Regions from separate parts of the Zea mays genome. Here region 2 is linked to region 1. Evidence: chromatin contacts called from public Hi-C data. All regions are on one chromosome and are shown on one strand. Each heading gives the region's core, a stretch centred on a gene start, on an enhancer-like site or on the middle of the called end of the contact. The rest is flanking DNA. Distances are from core to core; before and after follow the strand shown.

The links. Hi-C and Micro-C count contacts between places; a contact is called where the count stands out from the background.
Region 2: a contact with region 1 is called in a Hi-C map of ear, with 2.5 times the contacts expected there. The contact joins the promoter of LOC542686 here to the promoter of LOC100191633 in region 1. A contact is called at or near these places in 2 of 25 Hi-C or Micro-C datasets (ear and tassel).

Annotation. Positions count from the first base shown.
Region 1 is chr8:174,541,815-174,545,847 of Zm-B73-REFERENCE-NAM-5.0, forward strand. It overlaps LOC100191633, which reads right to left and starts at 2,284. Exons shown (of 5, transcript NM_001137062.1): 1 at 1,705-2,284; 2 at 1,264-1,605; 3 at 801-1,140; 4 at 585-692; 5 at 1-515. The coding sequence starts at 1,920. The coding sequence ends at 490.
Region 2 is chr8:174,807,729-174,811,716 of Zm-B73-REFERENCE-NAM-5.0, forward strand. It overlaps LOC542686 (phytoene synthase 2), which reads right to left and starts at 1,431. Exons shown (of 6, transcript NM_001114645.1): 1 at 1,026-1,431; 2 at 259-309; 3 at 1-158. The coding sequence starts at 1,431. LOC100274471 reads right to left here. Exons shown (of 5, transcript NM_001148830.1): 5 at 2,892-3,988. The coding sequence ends at 3,331.

The DNA of each region.
Region 1 (4,033 bases), core at 1,034-3,533:
CAACCACGCCGAACCGAACCAAGCACTCCAACAATCATAAAAAACGATGAAGCCGCAGCCAAAACTGGAGTGGTAGTACTCCTACTGTGGTTGGTTCTATTTCTGTCCTGGAGATGGAGATTCCTTACCCTTGAAGCAACGGGAACAAAAGAAGCAAGAGAGCCTGATGCGTTTCTGCACCGCAAAAGATGATGCAACCCCTGCTGCCTCCAACTTCCTAGTCAAACAACTATGCACACTCTCGCTCTAACCCACGCGAGCAAACGCTACCCCTTCCTACCTATCCCTAGCATTAGCGACAGTAATTTTTGTCTCAAATATGACCCGTCAACCTAGGGGAGATCGTCAGCGGTGCCGATTCGGCGCTTTCAATACGTCCATTCCTGGGGGAGATTCACCTCGCGAGAGGAGGCGCCATGGTGGAGCTGGGACGGACGGCTCGCCAGCAGGGCGTTGCTCCGACTCACCAGCGCATCTGACGAAGCAAGATCACGACAGGAGCATGCGACTGTAGACTGTTAGTGGTGCCATTCATTTATCAGTCCAGCCATGCCACACAGCCACAGTGACGAGAGAGTAATTACCGTGATCGAGAACGAAACCGCCAGGGTAGATGGGACGGGCTCCGAGGTCCACGACGTTCAGGTTGAGTGCCTGCACGACGCGCACCGGGAGAAGAACAGGCGAGCACGCTGTTCACAAGCGCCATCACAACACATCGGTTACGATCCTTGAAAAGAATCCAAGCAGACCGGAAAACCCGAAAAAGGCACTTGTGAGCGCCGCGCAGGTGCGCTTACCTGGCCTTTTCTTGGGCTCAGCGGGGGCGCCGGCCTGGCGAGGGATGAACACGCCGGTGCCGGCGCACTCGCGCGTGGCGCCAGGAGGAGGGGCGAGGAAGAGGGCGCGCACGCCCTCCGGGGACGCCGGCGCCTGCCGCTGCTTCTGTAGCGGGGGCCACGCGTACGAGCTCAGGACACGTGGCGCCGGCGCCGGCGCCGGCGCACCGTACCCGCCGGCGGCGGCGGCAGCGGCACGATGAGACCCAGCAACACTGGTGCCCCACGCCGCCGCCGTGGCGACGGCGAGCTCCCGATCCCGCCGGTGCTTGAGGAGCTGCCGCTGCTTCAGGGCATTAAACTGCAAGAACAAACCACGCCACGCCGAGGAAAAACGCCCATCAGATTCAGAGACCAAACAAACCAGTGGCCGAGCCTGCGCGCTGGTGCAACCTACGGCGCAGCGTAAGGACATGGGACTCACACGAGCAATCTGAATCCGTCGCTCTTCCACCGAGTTATTCGGCGGCTGGGAGTGGTTGGCCTTCGCAGTCTCCGCCGGCGCGGAGAGCTTCTTCGCCGGCGGCGTGACGGGGAGTCCTTGGTTGGCGGCAGCGTCGTTCGTTGGCACGGGGGTGCTGTTTGTGCGCAGGCGAGCCACCTGGCCAGCCGCCTCTTTAAGAACGTCCCAGGGATCCGCCGGCGGGCGCTCCAGCGGCGACGACGGCGGCGAGCAAACCTTCGACGCCGCGCCGTTGGGGCTGTCCTCCCCATAGTCCTGCAGGCCGCACAGAATCGACTGCGGCGAGCCGGCCAACACCTCCGCCTGTCACACGACGCGACGAGGGGGGTGACGACCAGAGCTCAGCGAAATTCGAAAACGGAAACCTGCAAACACGGCACCACAGCAGAAAAGGTGACCCACATTTGCAGGGGAACCGTCCCCCTGGCCCTTCGCGTTGCCGACGACGAGCCCAGCCCTGCGGCGCGGGAGGCCGTCAGCCCCTTCCTCCTCGTCGTCGTTCTCGCTCCTGGCGGCGACCGCCGCCTTCTCCTCCTCGGAGAAAAAATCGTCGTCCAGGAACTCGTCCGGAAGCCAGAGCTCCACGCCGCCGCCAGTGGGCGGGCACTCCTCCGCCATGAACGACACGCCGCTCTGCTTGCTCGGACGGACCGGGACCGGCCACGAACCTGTGAGTAATATAGCGCCCGCCACTGTGGCCAGAAATTGCCGCTGGAAGAAGAAACAATAATGGGCAGCACGGACGGACACGATGATGGCTCCTCTTGCCACCTCCTAAAACTCCTCCCCCTTCTGCTTTGCGTGAGGTGAGAAGGTAGGGGACCCGGCGCAGCGAAGCCCCAGGGATATCAGATTTTGTTATCTGCCCCGGCCAAAGCTTACGGACGGAGAGGGGGGGGCAGGCGGCCAGCGCAGCGAGAATGTCGAAGGAGAAGGACGGCGAGAGGCCTTGCGGAGTGGAGGGAGGTGAGGTGGTCAAACTACTTGCTTCTACCGGCTCTAGACATACTATGCGGGTGGCTTATAAAGCGCGGCGAGCGGAGAGAAACGCGAGATTGGATTAGCGGCGGGGCGTGTTTTCGTGCTCCTCGCGGCGTTTGAACTCGTGTGGTTAACTAAACCGGGTACGTCAGGCTTCCATTTGCACGGTTGTTATTCCTATTTGGCTATTTGAGGGTTTGGCATCGTTTTCACATTTGAGGATTGCTCTTTTCATATTGGCTGACACCCACCAACAGCTCCCACCGCTCGAGTCCTCGACATTAAAATGGTACTTCAACGAATGTTGACAACACAACACCATTGGTTAATAATGGAAAGTTCGACACCCAATCATAGCCTAATCAATTGCTCCTTCCATGTCTATGTTATAAGAGCAACGGTAAACTAACCCTAAAACAGATATTAGTCCGGAATAGTGGTTTTTCTTACTCCAACAGCTCATTCATTCTTCCCCAAAAAATTAGCGTCCCGCATCCACAGTCTCTTCTCGCTTTGGTGTGTTTCATCCCTCCACAATCCACTCCTCAACGTATCAGATCATTCACTGTCTCCCGACGACTGTACAAATTGCGTCACATGTCACATTTAAATAAACTGTTGGAGTATTCATCATAATTCACTCTTAAAAACTTTTAGCCTGCTCTTAATAATTAATTTTTGGGGTAAAATTTTTAACATCCTTTTAGAGTTGCTCTAAGTGGTTTAGAACAACGACATGATATTCAAAATACAAATTTCACACTTTTAATCATTTTTTGTTCAAATATACTTTTGTAAAAGTATTTGTAAGACAAATTGGTGCAAATGAGTACTTAGAGTTCAAAACTAAATAACAAAATGGTTAATTGTATTCAAAGTTTTATAAATTTGACTTAAATATTGTCCAAAACGATGGGATGGACTTAACGTGGGAAAACAATTTGCCAACTCAATGAAGGTCCATGCCCATGCGAAAATAAGTATATGGACGTAGTGTGGACATATATATTTCTTTTTATTATTATTACTTTTTATGACGTGAGCCGCTACAACTTAAAAGATATAGAGGCATAGAGCGAAGTCTTTATAGATGTTACCAAAACGTAACATATACATCGACATATTGTCTAATGCCTAAGATATAAAGAGAGGTTTTATAGATATTGTCTAAATATAACGACACATTGTCTAATGTCGGACTGGAGATGATCGGATAAGCTTAGAAGTAAGATTATATACCACTATGATAAAATGTGGCTAGTGCAAAAGATGGATAAATATAAAATATTACTACAAAGTGCATCTTTGTGTTTTCTTGTACTTATTAATTTCCATGGTATGATACACTTCAACACAAAAAACACGACAACAGAAAGTACATATGTAAAAGCAAGGTTTTATATAAATTGTCAAAGCATAGTGTCGGGGAATGAACCCCGAACCTGGGACCCGCCGGTCAGTGAGCGTACTAAGGGAAAGAGTCCCTGATCGCTGGGGCTCATTATTCAATCGGAAGAATGTGTAGAACCATAAAATATTATTAAAAAGGCCTCCTTTTGTTTTCTTTTATGTATCTAGTTTTCTGTTGTGTGGACTGCTTTGATGTAAAAGTACGATATCATAAACATATAAAAGCAAAGTCTTTATAGATATTGTAGAAACGACATATGAACATCTTTGCTTGAACTCGGCGTGACGAGGATATAGGTTATTAGCAAGCAATCAATATATCAGGGACATATCTTATGTC
Region 2 (3,988 bases), core at 181-2,680, 270 kb after region 1:
GAACTTGGACACAGTGTCCGAGAGCGCGGCGTCGTACATGTCGTACGGGCGGCCCTCAAAGAGATCCTCCAGCCGCTTCTCCCAGCGGTCGAGAGCGGTCGGCGTGATGTAGGACGCGTTGGGACCGTCCACTAGCTCGTCAGTTCTTCTGCACCACACTGCGCGCAAGGGAAAGAGAACGTATGTTGCTTCAGAATCAACACGAGCTAGGGATGGGGCAAGTAAACAGCGCAGGGTTTATATGGATCGAGATCATACCGTAGATCGCCCAGACGGCTTTGCGCCGCTCAGGAGTCATGAGCTGCGTGCCTGAAACGTAAAACATGAGCCGGGATGAGGTACGTACGTGATATCGTCTCAGAAAGGAGAAAGAGATGCCGATGACAAGATATCAGTGTTATCAATCATGAATCTGCTGCCTGCTGGCTGCTGCTACCCGCAGGCGCCCATATGGTCAAAGACAATAAAAAAAAAACATTCAGTTATAAAGGTCAGAGAGATCTAGAGCGCGCGCTTAAAAGAAGCAGGAAAACAAAATTGATTATTTGTCCAGCCATAACCTGATAACCTTATTCAAGAAACCTATCAGTTGCCAGTAGAAGAGGCAGACAGCCGTTAATAAGATTGATTATTTGTCCCCTTGGGACATTAGGAGATATGATGGCACCCAGCGCCCACGTGCAATATATATCCTCTCGTTACCTACCGAGGTCGTCGCGATCTTGCGTATCGGCTGTAGACATGTGCAGTTGTCGATAGTCGAGAGAGAACCTGATCTTGTGTATCATGTGGGTTGCAGCACCACCGATGGCACACACTCTCTTTAAAACTAGGCCAAAATCGCAGCAGCTCGCTAGGTATAGAATGGCTCCACTTGTCTTCCATCTGGTCTGTTAATTAAATTCCACTGCTATTGTTCTAGTAGGCCCTAGCACTATACTCCTATGCAATATTGAATTGTTGGTAGCAGCACTAGCACTGATCCTGAAGATGGCATAGGCAGTGGCACTGGCACTGGCACTCACCGAGGTAAAAGGTCTTGGCGTACTCGGCGCAGACCTCGCCGCAGCGGTCGTAGGCGTCGCCGAGGAGGCCCCAGCCGAGGACCCTCTCCTCCTCCTCTTCCTCCGCCCACCTCGGCTGCCGCGTCCGGCGCCTCTGTGGCGTCGCGGCCTCCACGAGTGCCGCCTGCCGCAGCACCACCTCGTACACGGCCTCCTCCGAAGCCGTCCTCACCGCCACCGCAGGCGCGGCGGCGGCGAGGCTGGCGCGCGGCGGGGAGGCGCCGCTCCGTCTCGCGGGGAGCGCGGGCGGCGTCTGGAGGGCGCGGCGCGGGCGGCAGTGGGAGTGGGACGGCGACAGGTGGTGGAACTTGCCGCCGCTGCAGGCGGGGTGTTGCGCGGCCCACACCGCGGACGAGCCCGCAGCCATTCCGGCGTGCGGTCGGGGCGGGGGACGGGGACGAGGGGTCGCGTGCGGCGGCGGTGCCGGTGGGCGCTGGGAGTGGGAGAGACTGGGGCGGACCGGCGGAGGTGTTGGGAGATGGGATGGGTTTGTGGGTGTCGTCGAGGAGGGGACGGGAGGCCTCGGGGAGTCGGGGGTGCTGGTGCTACGCTCTGCTCTGGTTTAAATGGGTGGCTGGGGAGTGGGCGCCTCTGTGCCGTTTGGGCCGTTGATTTGAGGGAAGTGCACGTGGGCCCATCACCACCCTTTCAATGTGTGTCTGTCAGACGTGGCACTACGTTACTGTAAAGTCCACGCGGTCTTTTGTTTCACAAGTGGCGGCTGTGGTGGCTCGCTCTCGTGTCTCTTCGTTCAGCCACTGCTACGAAAAGGGTAAAAAGAAAAAGAGAGATGGGCACACGTGGCACGCTGACGTCCATGCATGGGTGGACGATGGGTTTGAGCTGCCTGCTACAAAATGCTGTGGTGCCTCTTCTTGTTGCTGCTGCTGCTGCTGCAGTTGTTGATGTTTTATTACTGGTGTATGTACATCCTCGTTTAATTTGTCTTCTGAAATGGCGTGCGGCCGGCGGCGCCAGCAGTTAAAATTTAGCTTTAGCTACAATGCTAGTACATGATGTAGTGTCCGCCCCGGTAAAAGCTAAATACACCACACTGCTCACGTACGTAGTCTGTCATTTCCAGGAATAACTCGCGCGCTAGCTGTGTTGTGCTAGCTGTGAATAATGACGGAATGTGAGGCTAAATTAATGGTTTGTTAGCTAGCTAGAGTGACATGACTGATGTATGGCCAGACCTCAGCATTGGAGAACTAGTCAGTAAGTACTAAGTAGTGCGGACGTGCTTATATCACATCTCTGATTACTTGCCACTTGCTCCGATCCATTCCGGCCGGATGCTCGCATCGCATGGATGAGGCCAAAAGGAACGCGAGACGGGATCGACCGGACAGAGGCTTTGGGATCGTACGGACGGTGGTCTCGAGGATCTAATAATCGCCATGGCCCGCCACATTCACGTCAGCGATGAGGAGGAAGCCTCGACTGGATCGTCATCGTACATAGATGCCGACTCTGATTCTGCCAGATCAAGCCCTCAGCTAGCCTCCAAAGCCGCGAGTGCCTCCTTGTCATGAGAAGCGAGTGCGTGCCTGATCGACTTGTACTTATTATCTTATTAGGTTTATTAGATCTGTGATATTGTAAATCTATCTCTATCTACTCCTTGTCATCACCATTTAAAAAAAAAACTTAGAAATCAAACCCGCAGTACGTACACCGGTACCCCGCCATTGTAACTATTAGACGACGTTTTTATCACTGTAACTGAACATGATCGACGCATATCTTCATTCTCTGTTCAACAGCAGCAGCAACAGCGTCAGTCAGAATTATTGACTCGTAATGCCAGACAGACTGTATTAGAATGATTTTAAAGACACCGACAATATATTCATTGGTACAAGATTAAATACGTGAACATAGTAAGTTACATCACACGTGGGCAGCGTGTACATTTCTCCGGGAGAGCATTTAGCACACAAACATTACTGCTGAAAGTTACATTGGACAACATTTAAAAATAAACTTATTCTTGCTACTATGGTATTGAACTTCTGCAGATCAAGGGTCCAAAACCTCTCAGTATTATATGACAACCACTTTGTGAAATATGATTGACACTACAAGTACAAAACTTTTCAACAAAGAACAAGGATACATTGTCAACAGTTTAGCAAGCGAACATGTCTGAAGCTGTTTGAATTAGGCCAAAGATACCAATAGATATCACTTATAAAAAGGGGATCTGCAATCCTCACTTACTCGAAGAACTTAAGAATGTACTGTAGTTAAAACTGGAGAACTCTTACATGACGATCTCAGGCTTCAGAATGCTTGACTTGATCTCTTTGTGTGGGAGAACAACACCGCCATTACTGTATACCTCGTCACACACATGAACATCCTCGCCCAGGATGGTCATATTCTCTATCCGTGCCCATTGTCCAACAGTTGAGTGCCACCCGATAATGCTGTTCGAGATGCAGGCATGCTTCTTGATACGCACACCACGCATGACAGTGCAGCGGGAAAGCCTCACGCCATCCTCCACGACACATCCAGGTCCAATTGCGACATCAGGACCGATCAGGCAACCTTCTCCGATCTTGGCGCTCTCATGCACCAGCACGTTGCCAACAACATGCGCTCCAGCAGCTAGCCTGGCAGCCGATTTCTTCCTAAGCGAGTCTAGATAAAGACGCAATCCAGTAATGTAGTCCCTTGGCTGACCAACATCCATCCAAAAACCAGGAAGGACCATTGCATAGAGCTGTTGATCAGCTGCAATTTGAGGGAAGACCTCTTTCTCAATTGATGTTGGCCTCAGTTCAATGCGGTCAAGGACAGATGGGTTCAGCAAGTAAATCCCAGCATTGATCTTGTTGCCCACAAATATTTTTGGCTTCTCAACAAACCTTTCCACCCTGCCAGTTGCCTCCTCCATAACCACAACACCATATTTA